Regions from separate parts of the Mus musculus genome. Here region 1 is linked to region 2. A link is a contact called in public Hi-C data. All regions are on one chromosome and are shown on one strand. Each heading gives the region's core, a stretch centred on a gene start, on an enhancer-like site or on the middle of the called end of the contact. The rest is flanking DNA. Distances are from core to core; before and after follow the strand shown. Region 1 overlaps Sorcs1 (sortilin-related VPS10 domain containing receptor 1). Region 2 overlaps Sorcs1 (sortilin-related VPS10 domain containing receptor 1).

Region 1 (2,700 bases), core at 117-2,616, 370 kb before region 2:
CCAACAATATTTAATTTCTAAAAATCTGCTTTAAAAAAAACTAATGGATACTAGGGGTTTCTTTCCAGTAAGGGTTGCCAAGCCAGTAAGATATGGATTCCACACAAGTTGATGGAGCTTCCTGAGAGCTTACTTGATTACAACAAGAAAATCTGAGCGAAGACTGGGCAGCACTAAATCTCGACCGCATCGCTTAGCACTGCAAGGGAGTCACACCTGTGGATTTTCTTCAGCTTCACCAGTATGCAGAAAAACTTGTCCCCTTATTGCTTTACTTTTCTAGAATTTGTTTTCTGCCATTTGTGTCTGAAAGGCTTCTGATTCATCCATTAAGGCAGAGAAAGGCTTTGTCTATAATCTTTTGTCCAAACAGAAAAGTGGTTTTTGAGTTGACTCTCAGGGAAAAGATGAGCAGCTGTACTTGGAGATTGAATTCTTCTGAGAGAGGGTCCAAGGCAATGGTCACAGGTGGTCACAAGGATTTGGCCTTTGAGTCAAGCATGAAGTTGCACAACAAGACATTATAGTGGCTAATGGATCCCTCTCTGGGATTTCCTTTTTGCCTCCTACCACAATGCAAAAGCCTACACACGCAGATGGCATATTTCACTAATACAAACAGAAGTCCAAGCAACAGATGCTTCAGGGACCAGGGGAAAGGAGATCTCGATATTTCTCCAACAGCAACAACTTCAATGACAAATTTTTCCCACTGAGCATATTGAACCAAGAGCAGAGAAACATGTAATTTTCAAGCCTCGGGCACTCCATGGTATTTAAAAGAAGGAGGATCAGAAGCATTAATTTTGTACAAAGAGTGCTAATGCAGAAGCTAGCATTGAAGAAAACAGAGAGAGAGAGAGAGAGAGAGGTAGAAAGCACAAGTGAGGCTGAGTTACACGCTGTGAAGCCACTACTGATAATGTTCAGTGATTGCAGTGTGTGTGTGTGTGTGTGTGTGTGTGTGTGTGTGTGTGTGTGTGTGTGTGTGTGTGTGTGTGTGTGTGTTGAAAGAAAAAGAAAAAGCTAGTCAGGAATATTAGCCTCTGCAGTGACAAAAGCCCAACCAGGCCAGTTGTTTGCCCATTGAGGGCAGCGTTAGGATGGCTCTTGTTCCTTTCTTATATTATCTTATGCAAAATAGCGTGCAGAGATGATTATTAGCAAGCAAGAACTGATGATCAGCTTACATCAAAATGCCCATCTAACCCTCTAAGTTCGTTCAACACATAGCACTAAAAACCACACAAGGCTTTCTGGTCAGACTCTGGGAAATCAGCGTGGCTTTAGACAAGCGCCTGGGCAGGAGTGCAGACGGGAAACATGCTTGTGAGCAGAAAGAGTAGATAATGGCTCTCTCCCATTTGAGGCTGCTTTGCTGAAAGACTGAGAGCAAGGCATGGCAGGCAGTAGCAAGTGCAATTTCCGTGTCTCCTCAGTAGAGGAAGCAGAAGCCTAATAAAATCCTTTAGGTAGTGTTGACAAAGTCTTTTCCTGTTCATAGAGATAAAGAATTTGCACTACTTTTCACACCTTTTAACTTTGCTCACATTGATGGGGGTGCATGTGCAGCTCATTCAGTTGTCAGTCCTGAAAGCGCTGAGTTAGGCCAAAGAACCACCATGCTTTCGCATCTGGCCTGGCAAGGCTTTTCCTTTCATTCCTTTTCTTTTTGGTGCTGAAGGAAAACACTAATGAAATGCCCACTGAGCTGTAGGAAGCAAAATGAAACACCTTTGACAAACACTGCTTATGTTTCCTTTGTGTGTGTGTGTGTGTGTATAATTCTAAGAGTGATACATGACAAGTGGAGAGCCCTGGTGATCTAAAGCTCGTCCTGCATCGGGAAATCTGTCCCTAGTGAATGAAACTTGCTTGTCCCATGACCTCACCCAGATTCTCCACTATTCTTCTAAATTCCCTGTAGTCAGAGGGAATTCCCTTAGATACAGCTCTGAGAGGGTTAGACATGCAGTGCTCATGAGAATGGTCACGGTTTTCCATTCTGTCATTTAAATCTTTTTATTGAAACAGCTCCATGATCAGAATGAAGAAATTAACAAACAGCCAACAATAGTTAGTGTCCAAACAGCTCCTGTGTCTTACATTCACTTTTTCTAATTTTATGGATGTAGCAAATGTACGTAGGACTGTGCTTGTGTTTTAGGAAAAACAGTGAATAACAGAGATTTCCCCTTATGGCCCTTTAGACCTTAACATTCGACTTAAGACTCTCTAATTTGAAGTTATTGCTTCCATTTAAGAAACTGATATTTCTCAGCTGGGGAGGGAGGAAAGTACATTTCTAACTGAGAGCTTTGGAGTCGTGGTAAGAATTTTTGGCAAGTAAACTTTTGATCTTATGTGGTATTTCATTCTTATTTCTCCTAACAGCCATGTAGGAGTCAGGTTTCAAAATAATGTCAGCAGAGAGTACTAAGAACACAGCCCACAAACTGCAAAAGTGGTTAACACTGGTGCTTGGTGCTCCCTGCAGTGCTCAGCTGAAGTTCTTGGTTACACTGGTGCTCCCTGCTCCCTTCAGTACTGAGCAGAAGTCCTTGGATACACTGGATTGGGGTTCTATGCTCTCTCCAGTGCTCAGCTTAAACAGAACTGTTCACCCACCAGGGAGGGTGGCTTTTAAGTCAGCCCAACCAAAGGCGGTTTTAGAGCTATGTTCTTGAGATTCATGCTAAA
Region 2 (2,700 bases), core at 192-2,691:
CTGGAGATGAGAAATGAGAAGGTTGTCCTTCACTGTCGTTCGTGGACTATTTATTGCCTTCTGGCCCCAAATGGCAACCTGAATAGCAAGGACTTGAAGCTGAAAAGCTTGACTGCTGAAAAGCAGAGAGCTAATATCTCCAGAGGCCTCTAATGCTGGAAAGAGCAGAGCAGATTGACAGTTTCTTAGCTTTAGAATCACATTATAGATCCATGTCTATCTGTCAGTCTATCTGTCTATCTGTCAATCTATCTATCTATCTATCTATCTATCTATCTATCTATCTATCTATCTTTGTCTTTTCTCTCTCTCTCTCTCTCTCTCTCTCTCTCTCTCTCTCTCTCACACACACACACACACACACACACACACACACACACACACACATATATCTTTTATGTGAATCAGCAATTTTTCTTTTGGGCTTTCATGTCTGTGTACTACATGCCTACCTGGTGCCCATGGAGTCCGGAAGAGGAAGTCATATCCCTTGGAAATAGATGGGTGTGAGCTGCACTGTGGATGCTGGGATTCAAACCCCACTCTTGTGGAAGAACAAGTGCTCTTAACCATCCAGTCATCTCTCTAGCCCATTGGTCCAGATTTGCAAATTACATTTTTTGTCTATTATATGGTTATTGTTGGGCCTCTGAGAATCCCCTGGACAGGATGTAAGTTGCTTTTCTGGTAAATGTGGGCTACTGACAGGTGTCCTTTCTGCTGCTGTGCGGCCGCTACCTGCATCATTCAGGTAGGTAGCCTCTCTTCTGTGACCCCAAATGTTTCCCGTAGCTCCTCTTACTACCTTGTTTCTCTTCTGCAGCTGACATCAGGAGGAAGACCACATTACTATGTGTCCTACCGAAGAAGCCCGTTTGCACAAATGAAGCTTCCGAAATACGCTTTGCCCAAGGTACTTGTCTGGTTCCTGTTTTCCTCTCAAAGCTCCTTTCTCAGCTCCAGCCCACCACCCCATCCTCAAGGTCACTGCCAGCCTCCCCAATGAGATCCCTGCTCCATCAGAATCGACTGCCAGCCTCCCCAATGAGATCCCTGCTCCGTCAGGATCGACTTCTGTCGCCTCTTTGTTCATCTTGTCCCCTTTCTCCCCGGGTCCTTATCCTGCTCTCTTTCTTCTTTGGAAGTCTTCCTGTAGGGACATATGGGTTAATTAATAATAACCTCGTTTTTGCCTTTCAATATTAAATATTCACAATCAGTATGTTCGTTTTTGAATCAAAACAGCAAAATGTTAAATTTTATGTTATAGTGTGGCGTTTGTTCTCAGTGGGAGTTAGGAATCGGGTTATTTTTAGACACCTGAAACACAGCTGAATGTTCTGACTTCCCTAGCCACTCGTTTTTTGAAAAGAGTGGAAAAGTGAGAGACCCTTCATCACTGACTTCCGCAGGCTCTGGCCACAAACTCTGAAAAACTGTGTTGATATGGAGCGCCACCTAGTGGAGAACAGACGATGTGGGCTTTCAAAGGATGCTTATTAGCAATCTGTTTCTGTGGGTTCTTTTATTTGTTGTTGTTTTGTGAGTTTCACACCCTGCACCTTAGCCCCTCTCGTCTTCCCATCCCCTCACATCGGCTCCCCCGCCCCTGCAACCTCTCCCCTTCCCAAATAAGAAACATAACCACGCACACAAAAATAAAACAAAACAAAGCATAGAAAACAACTCACCGTGGAAGCTGTAGTGTGTCCCACAGTAGATCCCTCTGTCCACACATCTTCACTTGCAAATGTCCATTGCAATGAGTCACTGGTCTGGTGAGAGGTCTCTGGTTTCTGTGACACCATCAGTACGGGATCCCCACCCGGGCTCCTCCAGGTTATCCTGTTGTCACCTTGTGTCACGACGCTCCTACAGCGCTAGATCAGCAGGACCAGCCTTTCACAGGCTGTAGCAGTTTACAGATGATAGAGATTTTGGGAAGGGCCAACTCAAGTCCTGGCATTGAAAGTTGAACACAGGCTATGACGACATTTATTTTGAGTGAAGTCTCATCTTTCTTTTGTATTTTCTTGCATTTGCAATTCCCTGCTGAAGCAGTACCAGCTGTATGCCCAGGACTGTTCATGATGGGCAAAGAGAGCACAAGAGGCAGGGGTTGGCCTCTTACAGGAGAGCTTGGTTAACAGCTTGTGCTGGCATCTCCAGGCAAAATGCTCTCCTTACCTACCCTATCAGTAAAAGGGTGTTTGTTTGTTTGTTTCAAGACAGGGTTTCTCTGTGTAGCCCTGGCTGTCCTGGAACTCACTGTGTAGACCAGGCTGGCCTTGAACTCAGAAATCCATCTGCCTCTGCCTCTGCCTCCCAAGTGCTGGGATTAAAGGCGTGCACCACCACTGCTGAGCAGTAAACGGGTTTTAATAACTCCCACCTATTAGAATCAAATGCACACTGTTCACTTTAGAGAACCACACCGGGTTCCTAGTTATGATTGTTCTACACTAATAGGAGGTGAATGACAACGGCAATTGCACGGGACCACATGTCTCTATGTGATGTTACACACACTGAACTGACCATGGTCTTGGTCACTCTTCTTCCTACCCCAATAAGATAAGAACAAGAACATACAATACCAAAATCAGCCCAGGAATGAACATTGAATAAAATCCATGAGTACAGAGGAAGGGCTGCGAATAATTAAAATTGTCCAACATAGTCTCCAAGGAAGGTTCCAGA

Evidence for each region. Hi-C and Micro-C count contacts between places; a contact is called where the count stands out from the background.
Region 1: a contact with region 2 is called in a Hi-C map of neural progenitor cells, with 5 times the contacts expected there. The contact joins two enhancer-like sites. A contact is called at or near these places in 3 of 484 Hi-C or Micro-C datasets (the N1E-115 cell line, embryonic stem cells and neural progenitor cells).

What each region holds. Positions count from the first base shown.
Region 1 is chr19:50,628,472-50,631,171 of GRCm38.p6, reverse strand. The region is part of intron 1 of Sorcs1 (sortilin-related VPS10 domain containing receptor 1); the gene reads left to right. Among named protein-coding and RNA genes, the nearest start is that of Gm26629, 48 kb to the left of the region's middle. Within about 2 kb of position 1,366, at least 3 of the 459 cell types and tissues checked have an H3K27ac peak or open chromatin away from gene starts, as enhancers often do. A contact at or near this core is called in neural progenitor cells, where this site is marked.
Region 2 is chr19:50,257,967-50,260,666 of GRCm38.p6, reverse strand. Sorcs1 (sortilin-related VPS10 domain containing receptor 1) reads left to right here. Exons shown (of 26, transcript NM_021377.3): 8 at 824-913. Among named protein-coding and RNA genes, the nearest start is that of Gm26629, 420 kb to the left of the region's middle. Within about 2 kb of position 1,441, at least 5 of the 459 cell types and tissues checked have an H3K27ac peak or open chromatin away from gene starts, as enhancers often do. A contact at or near this core is called in neural progenitor cells, where this site is marked.